Linked DNA regions of Ovis aries: region 2 is linked to region 1. Evidence: chromatin contacts called from public Hi-C data. All regions are on one chromosome and are shown on one strand. The core of a region is the stretch at or near the end of the contact, and the rest is flanking DNA. Distances in the headings are between cores, read along the strand shown. Region 1 holds the start of RAP2B (RAP2B, member of RAS oncogene family). Region 2 overlaps LOC132657310 (a long non-coding RNA gene).

Region 1 (7,463 bases), core at 4,264-6,763:
TCTCAAGTACAGTTTTTAAAAAATCCTTACTAGGAATCATAAAAAACTAAAATTCTTGCCTTTTAATCTCGAAGTAAGAGAACACTAGTGTAACTGGCATGTGTCCTCAATAGACACAGAATTCAGTCAAGACCACTCCATGATTTTGTGGAAGGCAGCACTCTAAATGTGTGAAACGGGTCTGAAGTCTGCATCCCTAGGTAGTTCCCAGTGAAGTCCTCATTTAGAGTTTGGACAAGATCATTGGTTCTCAAAATGTGGTCCCTGAAGCAGTTCTATCAGCATCACCTGGAAACTTGTCAGAAATGAAAATTATGAGGTAATAGATGGATAGCCTGAATTAAGAAACTGTAGGAAGAGCCTACAAGACTTGTTTTCACCTCTAGGTGATTGATACATGGTCAAGTGTGAGATCCTCTGAAATAGATAAAAGCCTCTTCCAAGGATCAAAATCCTACTATCATCAGAGCAAATGTATCTTCTAGAACTAGCACTCTGTTCAATTAAATGCACTTGATTATTCATAGTAGTCTGAGTAAAATATCACAATCAAACTTAACCATACTCTATTATATAGTACTTAAAACTTCACATTTTCACCAGGACAAAATTATATTAGCAAGTTTTTCCCAATTAAGTAGACACTCTGTCAAATGTTTGATATCATTTTAATTCATGGTGGTGATCTACAATTAAACCCTAATGTTTGTAAGTAGGAGACTTACTCTGTTGTGAAAAGGAAAGAGATCCTTTTATGCCAGTAAAGGTACAGGCATTTTGTATCTATTTCTCAAGACCAGCTGCTACCTATAGTGTCCTCTCACTCTCCCATCCCATCTATGAGAAATACTGGAAAATAACTCAAAAGTAGGTGCAACAACATGCTGGTAAAAACATGTTTAAAACCCAAATAGTTCACATCAATAGAGCATTTTTGGATTCCTACCTACAGGAAAGGGTAATAAATCAGGAAGCATGACGCCTCACATGCTGAAAAGATTCTAATCCCCAAATAGAGCTGGTCCTAAAATGTGATGCAATGGAGTCTGTTTCAGCAGTTAAGAAGGTGCACAATGTTTTACCTAAGAATCGTAACCCCCAAATATGAAAATGTGAGACTTCCAATGCTATCTTCAACTTTTCTGAGGCTATTACAAAAGGAGAACAGAAATAATCCTTTGAAATAACATAAAGCTTGGATGACTGTCAGGGACCAAAAGGAAAAGCTGTTAAAAACCAGCAGGGGTCAAGTTTAAAAGTTAACTTTTGCTTTCCAAGATAAAGGTTCCTTTTCCACCCAGTTTCTGTTTTGACAGGTGACTGCCTTACAACAAACTCCCTCCCTCCCTCCCTCCCTTCCTTTGACACCCTTAAGTCAGCCCCCCTTTCAGGGAAACAAATGCCCTTATCTCTTCACACCATAATTCTAACAGGTTCTTACTAGCCAAATAAACTGACACAGTCTTAAAAACAATGTCCCTAATTTCTCAATTTCGTGAAGAAGATAATTGGAGAAGGCTACAAAACTTAATACTATTTTCCTGCTCCAGGCACACACGCAAAATTGCTTTCATTGAGAATCTAAAAAGCATTTATTTTACAGTACTCAGCAAGAGCATATTAAAATCTTCTGCCCTGCCATCCCAGACCTGTAAAAAATTTAGTCATGTAAGTGACTAAATCCTATGTGAAGATGATTAATGCACCCAGCAACCTATTTTATTTCCAATTTCCCATTTTCAAAAATTCCCTGTCAGAAGTATATACATTTCTTAAATTAGATACTTGCCAGTATTTCACATCAAAAGGCTTCCAAAAACTAAAACAAACTCCTAAGTCACTGAATGCATTTAAAAAATCTTTTATACAGTACTTGTTATATGTCTTCAGAGCTTTCATCTTTACACTTTAGATCTATTGAATTAACTAAATTTACACAAATGCAAGAATGAAACTTTGCAAAGCCTAAGTGTGAATATTTTTTCCTAATTTCTTATTTAGCATATATACATTACCTTCTAATTAAGTTTGGTACTAAACTTCAATGAGATCAAGTGTTAAAAAAAAAGAAAAAGCTTTAGAACCAAACCCAGGCAGAATTCTCTATTCCTCCTCCATGCTGCAATTCTGAGAGGTCACCTGGGCCAAAGACACAACATTTTAAGGCAAAATATGTTAATACAGCTTTAAGAAACCTGTGGCCTTTAACTTCTTTTGGCTCCCTCAACACAATAAATCTTTTGGAAAGTCAAAACTCTTCACCCTACACTTTATGGACCTAAGGTATATATGAAGTGCTTTTGATACATAGTCATACACCTTCCACTCCATAAAGATATCAGTAAAATGGCCCTTAAGAAAAACAAAATACAAAATAAAAAGCTCACACTGCCTCCTGCTGTTAGAAGGAAAATTTCATGAGGTCAAAATGGTCCACAAACTGCACAGTGTAATAAAGCAAGAGACTTAAGTTTTCTCTTCTTTTTTAACCTAATGATCTGCTTCCTAATTAAAGCCACAAAAGGGCTGAGACACTATTCACAACCCACCCAAATGTACTGTAGAAAACACAAGGCATGACTTCAGAATTGAAAATCATATCCTCCAAACAAGCTTTAAACTGGATAGGTGTTTTAAACAAAGCAGAACAAAATACGAAGAAAGAAAGAAAAAGAAAAAAAGAACACTAAAACACCATCCTGCCTGACCAGTGGATGGTTACTCTTCCAGATCTAAGGCAGTCTTAGCAGCTGGTTCTCCCTTTCCTGCTCCAAGTCAGAAGAACAGATTCAATATCCAGTTCATCTTAACAGTCAGAGGGTAAAGCCACACCCCAGGGATTCCTAGACCTTGATGATTATTTTTCATGTTTAAAGAGTTGGGAGTAATGTCTCCTAACTTGTCACTGACACTTCTCTCTTCAAAATCTGACAAACCACTCTTGGGGGCATCAGGCACCTGCCCCTGTCCACCTCAGCCATGACACTGTATGTATTAAATCACTGAATATGAAACACAGAAACACAAACAATAGTTTGGATTTGTTTCTTTAAAAATGACATTTGTATTAAAAATCTTAAAATGAAGAGACAATGATTAACCACGTGTATGGAATTAGAAATTACAAATTGTTAGAATTCTCTTGGTACATCACAACAGTAAAATTTTGCTCTGTGCTTCTGGAGGAACACCCTACAACAGAAAACCAAAAATTAAAAAAAAAAATTATATAAAAGGGGAGCTAAATACCTGAACATTGGAACAAAATGAAGCAAAAATTTTTTAAAAAGAAAAAAAAAAAATAACCCATTGCATTACAAGTAAATTACATTTTAAAGGCTGGAAAGAATAAAGAATTCAACGAACAACAGGCCCTATTGTCCTGGCTCCTTCAGGAAGATTATTAGAAGTAAACTGGGAAGTAGTTTGGGGAGGAATAACAGATTCTGGGAACTGGTGGGAAGTTCACAGGTTGGCACCGGCTGGAACAGCTGAGTTTTGAAGGCACTCTGCAGACACAGGGGTGCTGGGGGCCCTGAATCACATTTGCGAAGTTTCTGTACTGTAGTTTAAAGAGCTAGCCATCAAAACCATGTATGGCCAACCAATACGAACAAAAAGCTAAATCTAAAAAAACACACACACAACAGTACACACAAAAATGTGCAGATCTGTAACATTTTTTTTTTTCACAGCTGATAAAAAAAAATACTACCGTTCTCCCCCAGACTCCCCTTTGATACAGTAGGTAAACAAAATAGATTTTTTTCCCCCACAAATTATCAGCAGACACTTTCTGGCACCCCACACTGTATTGGCATCAGTGTTAACAGTCCCAGTTCAGATGTGCAATACTTCAGATTGGATACACTGTAACAAGAATCCAACTTTGCATAGACATCCTCAGAATCGAAATCAGTCACGGGGTTGCCTTTCCAAGCTGGCAGAAAAGGAACCCGATCTTAATTTCCAGCTACTCCTGGAAAACAAGGAAAAAACAAAAGTTTCTTCCTCTCCTCCTGCTCCTTCATTTGGTTCTCCCGGACTTCCTTCCGTGTTTTTGAAACTTGGAACTAGAAAAACGGTTGTTGACAGAAAAACAAAAAAATCCCCCCTTTTCCACCTTCTCCCCGTCCTCTTCCGCCCCCACCCCATTTCTTTTTTTTTTCCAGACTGAAACTTTCGCCTGCCGGTGTCAAGCCGCCAATACAGGGCCCCACGGGCTGCTTCAATGGGGAAATATGCGTCAACCAAAATCAATGAGAAACGTACATGCTGCAAAGATCCACATTTCCACCGGGACTCGGATGGTCCTGACGGGACAGCCCCTAGGAAACCGGGGAGAGGCGGGGGACGCGGCCACCGCGGCCAGTCGGGCGCCAAGACCCCCCAGCCGATGCAAAGTCATCTCCAATCTCAAAGCAAGAAGAGAAATCACATTTAGAAGAGTCGGGTGCGTTTGGCTTTTGTGCGGAGAGCGCGGCTGTCGCGCGGCAGCCGCGGGCGCCTCAGAGGATCACGCAGGCCGAGCAGCAGCCCTCATCACCGTTGGGCTGCGCCGCGTAGTTCATCTGCCGCACGATCTCGGCGAACAGCTCGTCCACCGAGGCTTTGTTTTTGGCCGAAGTCTCCATGAAGGGGCAGCTCCACTCCTCCGCCAGGGCCTTGCCCTCGCCGAATGAAACCTCACGCTCGCCCTCCAGGTCCACCTTGTTGCCCACCAGAATCATGGGCACGCGCTCGTACCGCTTCACGCGGATGATCTGGTCCCGCATGGGCTTGATGTCCTGGAAGCTCTGCTGGTTAACAAGGCTGTACACGAGGATGAAGCCCTGGCCATTTTTGATGTACAGGTCCCGCATGGATGCGAACTGCTCCGTGCCCGCCGTGTCCAAGATCTCCAGCACCGACGGCGATGAGTCCACCTCAATCTCTTTGCGGTAGAAGTCCTCGATGGTGGGGTCATACTTCTCGATGAAGGAGCCGGTCACGAACTGCACCGTGAGGGCGGACTTGCCCACGCCGCCCGAGCCCAGCACCACCACTTTGTACTCTCTCATGGCTCCGTCGGCGTTCTCGCTGCGCCTGCCACGGCCCCGTCGGGGCTGCGCACTGGAGGAAAGCTGGGCTTGGTGGCTAGACTTCTCTGTCCTCAGCTCTGCAGGTAAACTCAGGAGATGACCGAGGAACGCAGGACGCGGAAATCACCAAACGGGGGCCGGGCGCCGGGCCGGCCGGCGCGGCGGCGAGTCCCTGCAGCGCGGGTCCGGGGCCCCGAGGCAGCCCACGGCGGCGGCAGCAGCAGCCTGGGCGGCGGATCTGGAGGACAATGCCGGCAGCCCGTGCTAGGCGAGGGCTGCAGCTTCTCTCCGCAGCAGCCCAGGAAGGCGAGGAGGAGGCGGCGGCGGCGGGCTGCGGAGGCGGCTGCTAATTGCGCGCCGGGCCGGGACGCGCGTGGCATGAGTCCCCGCAGAGCGTGCGCCCACCGCCGCGGCCCTTCGAGCTCTCTCCCGCAGCCTCCGCGGGGCGAGGGCTTCCTACTCGCCGCGCGCAGCCCTGCCCGCCCCGCCCTGGCGAGCATGCCCAGTGCGCCGCTGCCGGCCCCTCCCGCCGGATTCCCGGCTCCTGGTTTTCCGGGGGGCCGGACGGGGGTGGGGCTGTAGGCGGAGCTAGCGATTTGATTCAAGACTAGCGGATTCGGGATAGGCACTAGTATAGGAGCCGGAGAAATGTGTGGGGGTGTATGGGTATTAAGAAGCTGGCTAGGACAGCTCGAGGGAGGACGGAGGCCACCTTCCTGCGCCGACCTGGCTTTAGTGCATAGGAATCCCGGCTCTATGAGAAAAGGGCGGGCGCCGTGGGCCACCCCGGGAATAGGCTGGTCTCATGCCGTTCCTTTTATCCAAAGCTTGTGGACTCCCACTCCCCGAGCCCCCGGCGGGTGTGCGTCCCGAAGGCCGAGACCCAAAGAACATTTGGGTGTATGATAGAAACATTTTCTTCTATGGGCGGAGCATTTTCCCACACTCTAGGCGTGGCCCTTCCTACCCAGCCTTCTCTCGCGGACTCTCCTCGCACTTCATCCCTCAGACAAAGAAAACAGGAACATTCGGCCTGAAACCTGTCCGGAAGAGAGAATGGGCAACCTCTAGTGATCAGGGCGGTCTCCAGGCTGGGACTCAGAAGGCCCCACCCACCTCCCCACTCGGTTATGGCCAAAACCCGGAGAGTGAATCACAGCCCGATCCACAATCAGCCCGGGTGCCGGTAGCTAGTCAGGGCATGCTCAGTGGGCGGAGTAGGTTTGGGGGTTTGGAAGTAGGAAGCTTGTGCACTGCACACCCACGCTCCAGCTCAAATTTCTTCTTCTAGACTCAGGACCCATTGGTCCTGGGGCGCAAATCTCACACCCTCGAATGTTCTTCCATTGGCTACCTCCAAGGTTTTATCAGTTTGGGCTGCTTCATTGGCTAAAAAGTAGCCTCCGCTCGTGATTGGTTATTTATAGAGATTGAGTGGAGAGGCGGAGGCACAGCTGTTCTTTCTCTGCTCTCCCCCGCCCCCTTCCTCCCACTTCCCCAACCTAGTCGTTTTGAAGCTAAGAGTGAAAAAATAAAAGGAATTTAGGCGGAGAGCTCAGAGCTAAATATAGTCCTTTGTTGGTGTTTTCAAGTCTGACTTCTCGGTGCCCAGTCACGACTGTCCGTTAAAGGGAGCTGGTTACAGTTCTTGGTCCTCAAGAAATGGCAAAGTTTCCAAGGTGGTTTTTAAATTTTTCCCCAGGGAGGGGGAAGGGCTAGGATGTGGAAATGGGCCACACTGAATTCAGCTCACCCGGTGGGGTGGGGGAATGCCCAGGCTTGCCTTTGGTAAACATCTTTGCTTTGGGGCGGGCATTCGCTAAACTGGGCTTGGCTCCTACTCACAGGAGCTACCAGCGAGATGCCTTGGCTTGTTCCAGGTCTCTCCTTTCTCGCGGAGGAGAGATGTCAAGACCTGTCAAAAGGCTAAGCAATGATAGCGTGAGCCCCAGGGTGAAGGGGTGGGAGGGGACCGAGCTGCATCAACCCTGGCTTGGTATCCTGTCGACGCCACTTCTCACTGGTTTAACCATCTGCATTGGAGGGATAAAAGAAATGGTGTGCTAATGCTTGGTTTCAGTGCCTTAGTCCCGTTGTGACTCAGGGCCGCGTTGCCAGTTAACCTTCTTTGAATCTCTAGCTATAGCTCGTAGAATGCACAGCTGCAACTTGAAGCCCTGGCCATGGGACCCAATGGGTCCTGGGCAGCAGCCAATGCCTTGGGTGGGCGGAGCCTATTCCTGCGCCTGGCTCCGCTATTTAGTGGAGAGAGGGGTTATCACAGTGCTTCGCTAGTTAACCTTATATAATTCTCCAGAAACCTTTCAAGGCAAACTCACCTAATACAGCTGGAGTGAACCTCGCGTTTACCCAGTTTAATGT
Region 2 (7,156 bases), core at 358-2,857, 100 kb after region 1:
CTCCACATCTGGCACCTAGTACAAGGCAGAAACAGCATGTTATCAACCATGAGAAGAAAGAAACATAAGGCACTTAGAAGTCTTGGGTCTCTTTTATTGTCCTATTGAAAGCACACTCTGGTATATCTGAAAAGGTTTAGATGATTAAAAATGAGATGTAAGAATGTGTTGTCCTAGGCAGTTGTGAAGGCCGAAGGGAAGCCTTTTGTATTGCTAGGCTGAGGCTATCTCCAAGGACAGCTTGGAATAGCAGCAGAGCATAATATTCAGAAGGACCGATTATGCAGGATTGATACAGTATTTGGTATTATTTCTTGTTCTATCAGATTTAATAATGTGAATTTGACATAATTAAGTATTCTAAACGACAGCAACACAATTGCTGCTTTGATGCAAGACTTTCTGAATGAGAAATATTCATGTTAGTTCCCCCCAAAAGAATCCATGCTAAGAAAATCTAATTTAAACAAAATGTTTTCTTTAGGGCTGGGGCTAGAATTCTCTGGCAAGTTTTATTTTATACCTACTCCCTTTTCATTTTTACTTTTTCCTCCTGTTTCTTTTTTCCCGTATTTCTACATCTCATTGTTATCCTATTCTCTTCTACTGTCTAGCTCAGCTTCTGCCTTAGGGTTCCACATCCATGGCCCTGAGGAGCTTGGCAGAGGTTCTTAGGCATGACAACACTGTGTGCTCCTTCTGTAAGGACATCCAAGAAACAGGAAGGCCTGGGAATTGGAGGGGACCCAGTATGCGTGAGTATTCAACCCTTTATTTTCCAAAGACTCTGTATAGTTATCCCCTTGCATTATAGATGTTATCATCCCATTTATTAATTTTTCTTATTTAATGTATATTTTCTTATTGTTGTTATCGTAATAAGATATCAGACCCTTTTAGATTTGGTCTTTGCTCTCCACCTAGAATACCCATCAGATAAAGAAATAGGGTCCGTTCTTGGAGAAGGAAATGGCAACCCACTCCAGTGTTCTTAGGGTCTGTTCTGTGGAAGTCTGACAGTTTTTTAACCTGCCTGAAAAGAAATGCTCCACCTCCCAGTACACATCACCTCTTGTGTCCAGTCCTTCCCCTCCCCGCATGGGGGACTGCGCTTGCAAGAGAAAATGGTTTCAGGACCACCCAGTGCACAAAGGCCCCTGTCTGCAACAGTGGTTCTCAGTGGGTTGATTTTGCACCCCTTTCCCCAGGACATTGGACAGTTATCTGGAGACATTTTTAGCCTTTGAAACTGAAGGGCTGCTACTGGCATCTAGTGGATAGAGGGATCATGCTAAACATCCTGCAGCACACCCCTGACGCCCTCTGCCACTGAAAAAAGGATTATTCAGCCAAAATTGAGTGGTATTGAGGTTGTGAAACTAGCCCTTTCCGAGAAATCAGACGTGCCTTGTTATGTGAGTTGCTCGGTGCATGCACAGCAGCAGGGAAACGTGTCCATGAGACTCAGTGCTGACTCACAGATGACAGTTGTGCCACCTTTGTGAAAACTAGCTATGCTTGTTAGACCTGATGGGTATTTATGTGTCTGCCAGACACTTGGTTTGTAAGAGAAAGTGAAGTCTGCTAGGCAGGGGCCAGGGTGGAGCACAGTCTATTTAAAGAGGACTACTTGGGCACTGGCAACCCTGACTCTGCCCTCAGCTGATTGTGGGGCTTGTTCCCCTCACCATTCTGGGCCTCCTTCTCTCCTCTGTCAAATAAGAATTTGAATGAACTCATCTCTTCCTGTTCCAGAGTTGTGTAATGAATGAAAAAATTCCCTCACAGTTAAGTGTAACTCTTTGACATAGGTTAAACAGGGCATCTTTTTCATCAGTAGGTCCCTAAGATTTTTGTCATCAAAAGCAAGAGTTATCTTTAAATGTCTGCATTTGAAGTGTATTGTCTTGAGTAAGCTTGAGATCCCAGGAATACAGAGTATCCATTGGTGTTAAATGTGGCCCCTCCAGGATATTCTTCTTAGAAAATTCCAGTTTGTCTCGCTGCTTGTCTTACCACTTACCTTGAGGAGCTGGCAGTGCTTTTCTACCAGACATCCATCCACCTGGCTGACCACTAATGCTTCCTAGGAAAGGCACTAGTGTACGGTCAGGTCTAAGGAGAGCCACTGGGAATTTTGTGACCTTGGTAATGACTTCATTCCTTATCCTACACCACTCCTTCTCTGAAAACATCCTGGATCAATGGAGCGTTCATTGGTCTGATACAGCAGTATCCAGAAGTCTGTGAGGAGAGAAGAAAAGGAAACAGGATTAAATAGTTAATAGTTCGAGAACTATGTAATACTGGTACTCAGCACATAACACATGCTTTACAGATGTTATCTGATTTCACCATCACAAATACCTGATGAGATGGGTAGTACTAACATTGCTTTACTGATTAAAAAAAACAAGCAACTGAGGCTCAGAAAAGTTATCTCCATTTCCATTGTCTACGGAAAATGTTATGAAAAGAGATTTAAATAATAAAATAAATTTAATGGGTCACTCAACTGAGAAGTCTGGAGATAGATGTAGAAGTCAAGCTTGGTCCAAAACCTTAACACATGTCAACACTTTCCCAATTTCTCTTTCTCTTTTCTGTTTTCTGCAGTGTTGGTTTTGGCTTTAGGCCACACTGCGCCTCCCAGAAACTCTTGGCTCTTCCTTAGGACCTCATCTCTCTTTGCTTTAGAGTCGTCTGTGTTCCCCACCCAAGCCGTGGGATTCATTCTCTCACCAGCTCTTGTTGAGTCATATATTTTTCCCTGAACTATCCATGTGTGATGATGGGGGTGAGCTGGTGCTGGGAAGTGTTGATCAGGTGCCCCATTCCTGGTGCTGCTGGGTCAAAGGCATAAGTCAGAAATTGGCTGAATTCCTGAAAGGAATATTTGGGTACTGTTGGTGAGAAAATTTGAAGGACTAGATATTGAGGTGGTAACTCAAAATTCACCAGTAGGTTAGGAAATGAGCAAAGTGCCTGGAATTTCTACTACAAAAGTAATTTTTAAATAAGTCTAAAACAAACTTTAAATTTAAATGGCAAAGAAACAAAAAAGATTAATGTCAGAGTCTGGGCTACCGATTCTTAATTCCCAAGCAAGTTCTAGAAATCATGGAGATTTTATATGAGTAATTTAGAATTTATTATGCAATGATATTTTGAAGCTGGTCAAGGTAAGTCATGGAGACTAAACAGTCCCACTAACTATGTTGGTTTTCAACACTCATATTACTGGACATATTCTCACTAATCAGTGGGAATTCTCATGAAAAAGTAATCAGAACAGATTGGTTCTCTGCATCCAACCCTTCTGATCATTTTGGAATAGGACCATTGGAAAGATCTCTGGATCCATACAAGTGTCTTTTTCTTCTTTCAAACACCTCACCAATTTCCAAAGAAAGACAGCATTTGTTTTTAGTTATAAAGTATTTCTTCATCATTAATAATATGATAGTTTAGAGAGATTTGAGCCAACTTCATATGATTTAAAAATAATGAAGCTAAAACTTTAAAAAGAAGACTATATTATTATACCTATTAATGAGGTTTTTCTTTCCATGGAATTTTCCAGGCAAGAATACTGGAGTGGGTTGCTGCGCCCTCCTCCAGGGGATCTTCCTGACCCAAGGATTGAACTCTCATCTCTTACTTCTACTTGCATTGGCAGGCAGGTTTTTTACCACTACCACCACCTGGGAAGCCCAGTTTAAAACACAAGCATCTTTAATGAAGTACATTTACATGGGTTGAGGGAAACTGGGAAGCAACTGCTTATCCCATAGAAACAAAGATCATGAAACATGGACATTAAACGTATTTGTCCCGAAGAAATAAAGGGAACTTAATAAAATTTAACCTGAAATAGTAGTATTCATATTTGGATATTGTGTCATTTCTCTGTACAGGTGGATATCAGGTAAGATTGCAAACAGGTTTCTGATCCATCACCTAGTTACCGATATACAAAAGTAGGCTTTGATTAACATTCCATCTGGATGGAAAATGTATCCCCTCTTTAAAAAAAATTACACATTTTTCTAATTCAGAAACCTAGGTTTGAACAAAATATTGCTTGTGAAGAAATTAACACAAAAATTTCAAATATTAATTTTTTTTCATCTATCTCAGGCTACCATGAAAGGGGCTTCTCTGATAGTTCAGTTGGTAAAAAAAATTCACCTGCAATGCAGGAGACCCTGGTTCAATTCCTGGGTTGGGAAGATCCACTGGAAAAGAGATAGGCTACCCACTCCAGTATTCTTGGGCTTCCTTTGTGGCTCAGCTGCTAAAGAATCCTCCTGCAATGTGGGAGACCTGGGTTCGACCCCTGGGTTGGGAAGATCCCCTGGAGAAGGGAAAGGCTACCCACTCCAGTATTCTGGCCTGGAGAATTCCATGGACTGTATGGTCCATGGGATTGTAGAGAGTCAGACACGGCTGAGCGATTTTCACACTTCACAGGCTACCATGAAATCACAAAGGTAGAAATAATTGAAAACCAAACCAAAACAAAACCTCCTCTATAATGTTACTTTTATTTTTTAATTTTTAAAAGATTTATCCTTTTTTTTTCTTTGTGCTGGGTTGTTGCTTCACAGGCGTTTCTCTAATTGCCCCGAGCAGGGGCTCCTCTCTAGTTGCGGTGCGTGGGCTTCTCGTTGCTGTGGCTTCTCTTGTAGAGCTCAGGCTCTAGGGTGTGTAGGCTTCAGTACTTGTGGCACGTGGGCTCAGTAGGTACAGCTCCCGGACTCTAGAGCACAGGCTCAGTAGTTGTGGTACATGGGCTTAGCTCCTCCGCAGCATGTGGAATCTTCCAAACCAGGATCAAACCAGTGTTCCTTGCATTGCAAGGTGGATTGTTAACCACTGGACCACCAGGGAAGTCCCTATAATGTTAGCTCTTAAAACAGAAAACAGACTGCAACACTAAGATGACAGTCATCCACGTGGACCTATTTAGAAGCTCTTATTACCTCTGGGTAGAAGTCAAAGTAGGCCTCCTACTGTAGGATGTCCTCTGTCTCTCTCTGTCATTTTTTTTTTTTTTTTTTTCTGTCTGTCTCTCTCTAATACATCACACTTTGAGTAACCAAGAGGTCAATGGTATATTCAGAGGAGTGACTTTGTTGCTAAAAGGCCTCAAGATGAGATCATGTCCACTGTCTGAGGTCATGTCCACTCTCTGGATTTGTTGAAGGAATTTGGATGTTTGACCTAGGAAATAGCAACTTCATTTCTTTTTCCAAATAACTCAAAAATTAACTTGACCTAGAAAACTCAGTGTTTGATTCATTAGCATCTTTAGGAACAGAAGCTCAAGAAAGTGGTTAAGCACACAAATGACACAGTTGGAAAGTCAGGGGTTCAACTATCTGTTCAGCACATACTAATTGTAAAAGTTTGGCAACATATTTAACCACTCTGAGCCTCAATTTCCTTGTCTGATAAATAGGGGAAAATAACAACTAACTTGTAGAGTTATCATAACAATCAAATGAGTCAACAATGTATTCAAAGTGTTACAGGTAGCAACTGGCATTAGTAAGGATTCAACAAATGGTCTTTCAACAGCTGCTTTATAAATGTTCATCACACTTTACCATTATTTATCAGAAGTATGCAGTGATAAAAATTCTTGCCTTTGTAAGTAGTCATTCCAGCCATTAGCTGAGGTGTTCAAGCAGCTTCTTAAGGTGTAAGGAATCTAAGCTTGAAGTCATCAGGTTTGGATTTGAATTTCAGTTCTAACACTCACCAGCTCTGTTCAACTTGGACATGATATTTAATTTGTTTGAGCCTCAGTTTTCTTTTCTTAAATTAGGATAATATATTGTTCATGAGTTTGTTTTTTCCTGAATAATAAATAATATAATAAGAACAAGGTTATCATTTTTTTTTTACTATTACAGATGTTCCTGAACTTATGATGTGGTTATGACCCATGAAACCCACCATAAATGGAAAATACCGTTAAGTCAAAAATACATTTAACACATCTAACCTGCCAAACAGTCTAGCAGTCTAGACTGTTTAATACAGTCTAGCCTACCCTGAGTGTGCTCAGAACACTTATATTGGGCAACATCATCTAACCCCAAATCTATACTATAATAAAGTGTTGAATGTCTTATGTAATTTATTGAATACTATACTGAAAGTGAAAAACAAAATGGCTGTATGAATGCAGAATGGTTCTAAGTGTATCAATTATTTACCCTCCTGATTGTGTGGTTCACAGGGAGCTACAGCTCACTGGCACTGCCCAACATCATGAGCATCTTACTGCATTATCACTAGCCTAGGAAAAGACCAAAATTCAAAGAACAGTTTCTACTGAATGCATATCACTTTCACACCATCTAAGTCAAAAAATTGCAAGCCGAACCATCATTCAGTCAGGAACGGTCTGTACTCAGTGCCAGGCACTATTCTAAATGCTTTCCATGCATTGACTTACTCAATCCCTACAACAAAACTAGGAGGAGGTTATTACTATTATCCCCATTTTACAGATAAGGAAACTGAGACAGACAAAAGTAAGTCCTTTGCCCAAGGTCACGTAGTTAATAAGGGGCAGAAGAGGAATTGTGAGTACGAGATGTCTGGCTCCTGGGACCATGTTGAGCGCTTCGAACACAGTGTTTCACTGAACATTTTCTTATTCCTTCCTGTGCATGAGAGGACCACTTGGCCGCCACAGCCACACAGTGACAGCAAAACAAAGATTCAGGCTTGCCAGAGGTAGTAACTCAAGAGTCCAGACTTACCTTTCTTGAATGCCAATTCACAAACTAGCGTCAGATTGTATGACTCCATGTATCTTCCAACTAGGAGTTTCTACAGCCCTCTAAGTTTTCTGAATAGAAACAAGCCTTTGATTGTTTGATCTTAAATTTTCCAGTTTGTAGTCAGGGGCATTTCATCTAATTGATTATGGAAAAAGATATAAAGTCACAGAATTCATTGTGTTTTCTCCCAAGAAAAGTTTCACTCTGTTTCTAAAGGGTGTGTCTTTTTCTGAGGGGAGAGGAGATTGGGAGTTTACGATTGACATGTACAAGCTGCTGTATTTAGGACAAGGACCTACTTACAGAACAGGGGATTTTGTTCAATACTCTGTAATAACCTAAATGAGCAAGGATGT

The links. A called contact is a pair of places that touch in the nucleus more often than the background predicts.
Region 2: a Hi-C map of skin fibroblasts shows a contact between it and region 1, with 2.7 times the contacts expected there. The contact joins the enhancer-like site here to the promoter of RAP2B in region 1. A contact is called at or near these places in 3 of 16 Hi-C or Micro-C datasets (omental adipose tissue, skin fibroblasts and tail adipose tissue).

The regions. Positions count from the first base shown.
Region 1 is chr1:235,298,566-235,306,028 of ARS-UI_Ramb_v3.0, forward strand. It overlaps RAP2B (RAP2B, member of RAS oncogene family), which reads right to left and starts at 5,514. Exons shown (of 1, transcript XM_015092587.4): 1 at 1-5,514. The coding sequence starts at 5,060. The coding sequence ends at 4,509. The region is part of intron 1 of LOC121817115 (a long non-coding RNA gene); the gene reads right to left.
Region 2 is chr1:235,406,129-235,413,284 of ARS-UI_Ramb_v3.0, forward strand. It overlaps LOC132657310 (a long non-coding RNA gene), which reads left to right. Exons shown (of 3, transcript XR_009595295.1): 2 at 615-755; 3 at 5,922-6,128. Among named protein-coding and RNA genes, the nearest start is that of RAP2B, 110 kb to the left of the region's middle. Within about 2 kb of position 1,608, at least 4 of the 54 cell types and tissues checked have an H3K27ac peak or open chromatin away from gene starts, as enhancers often do.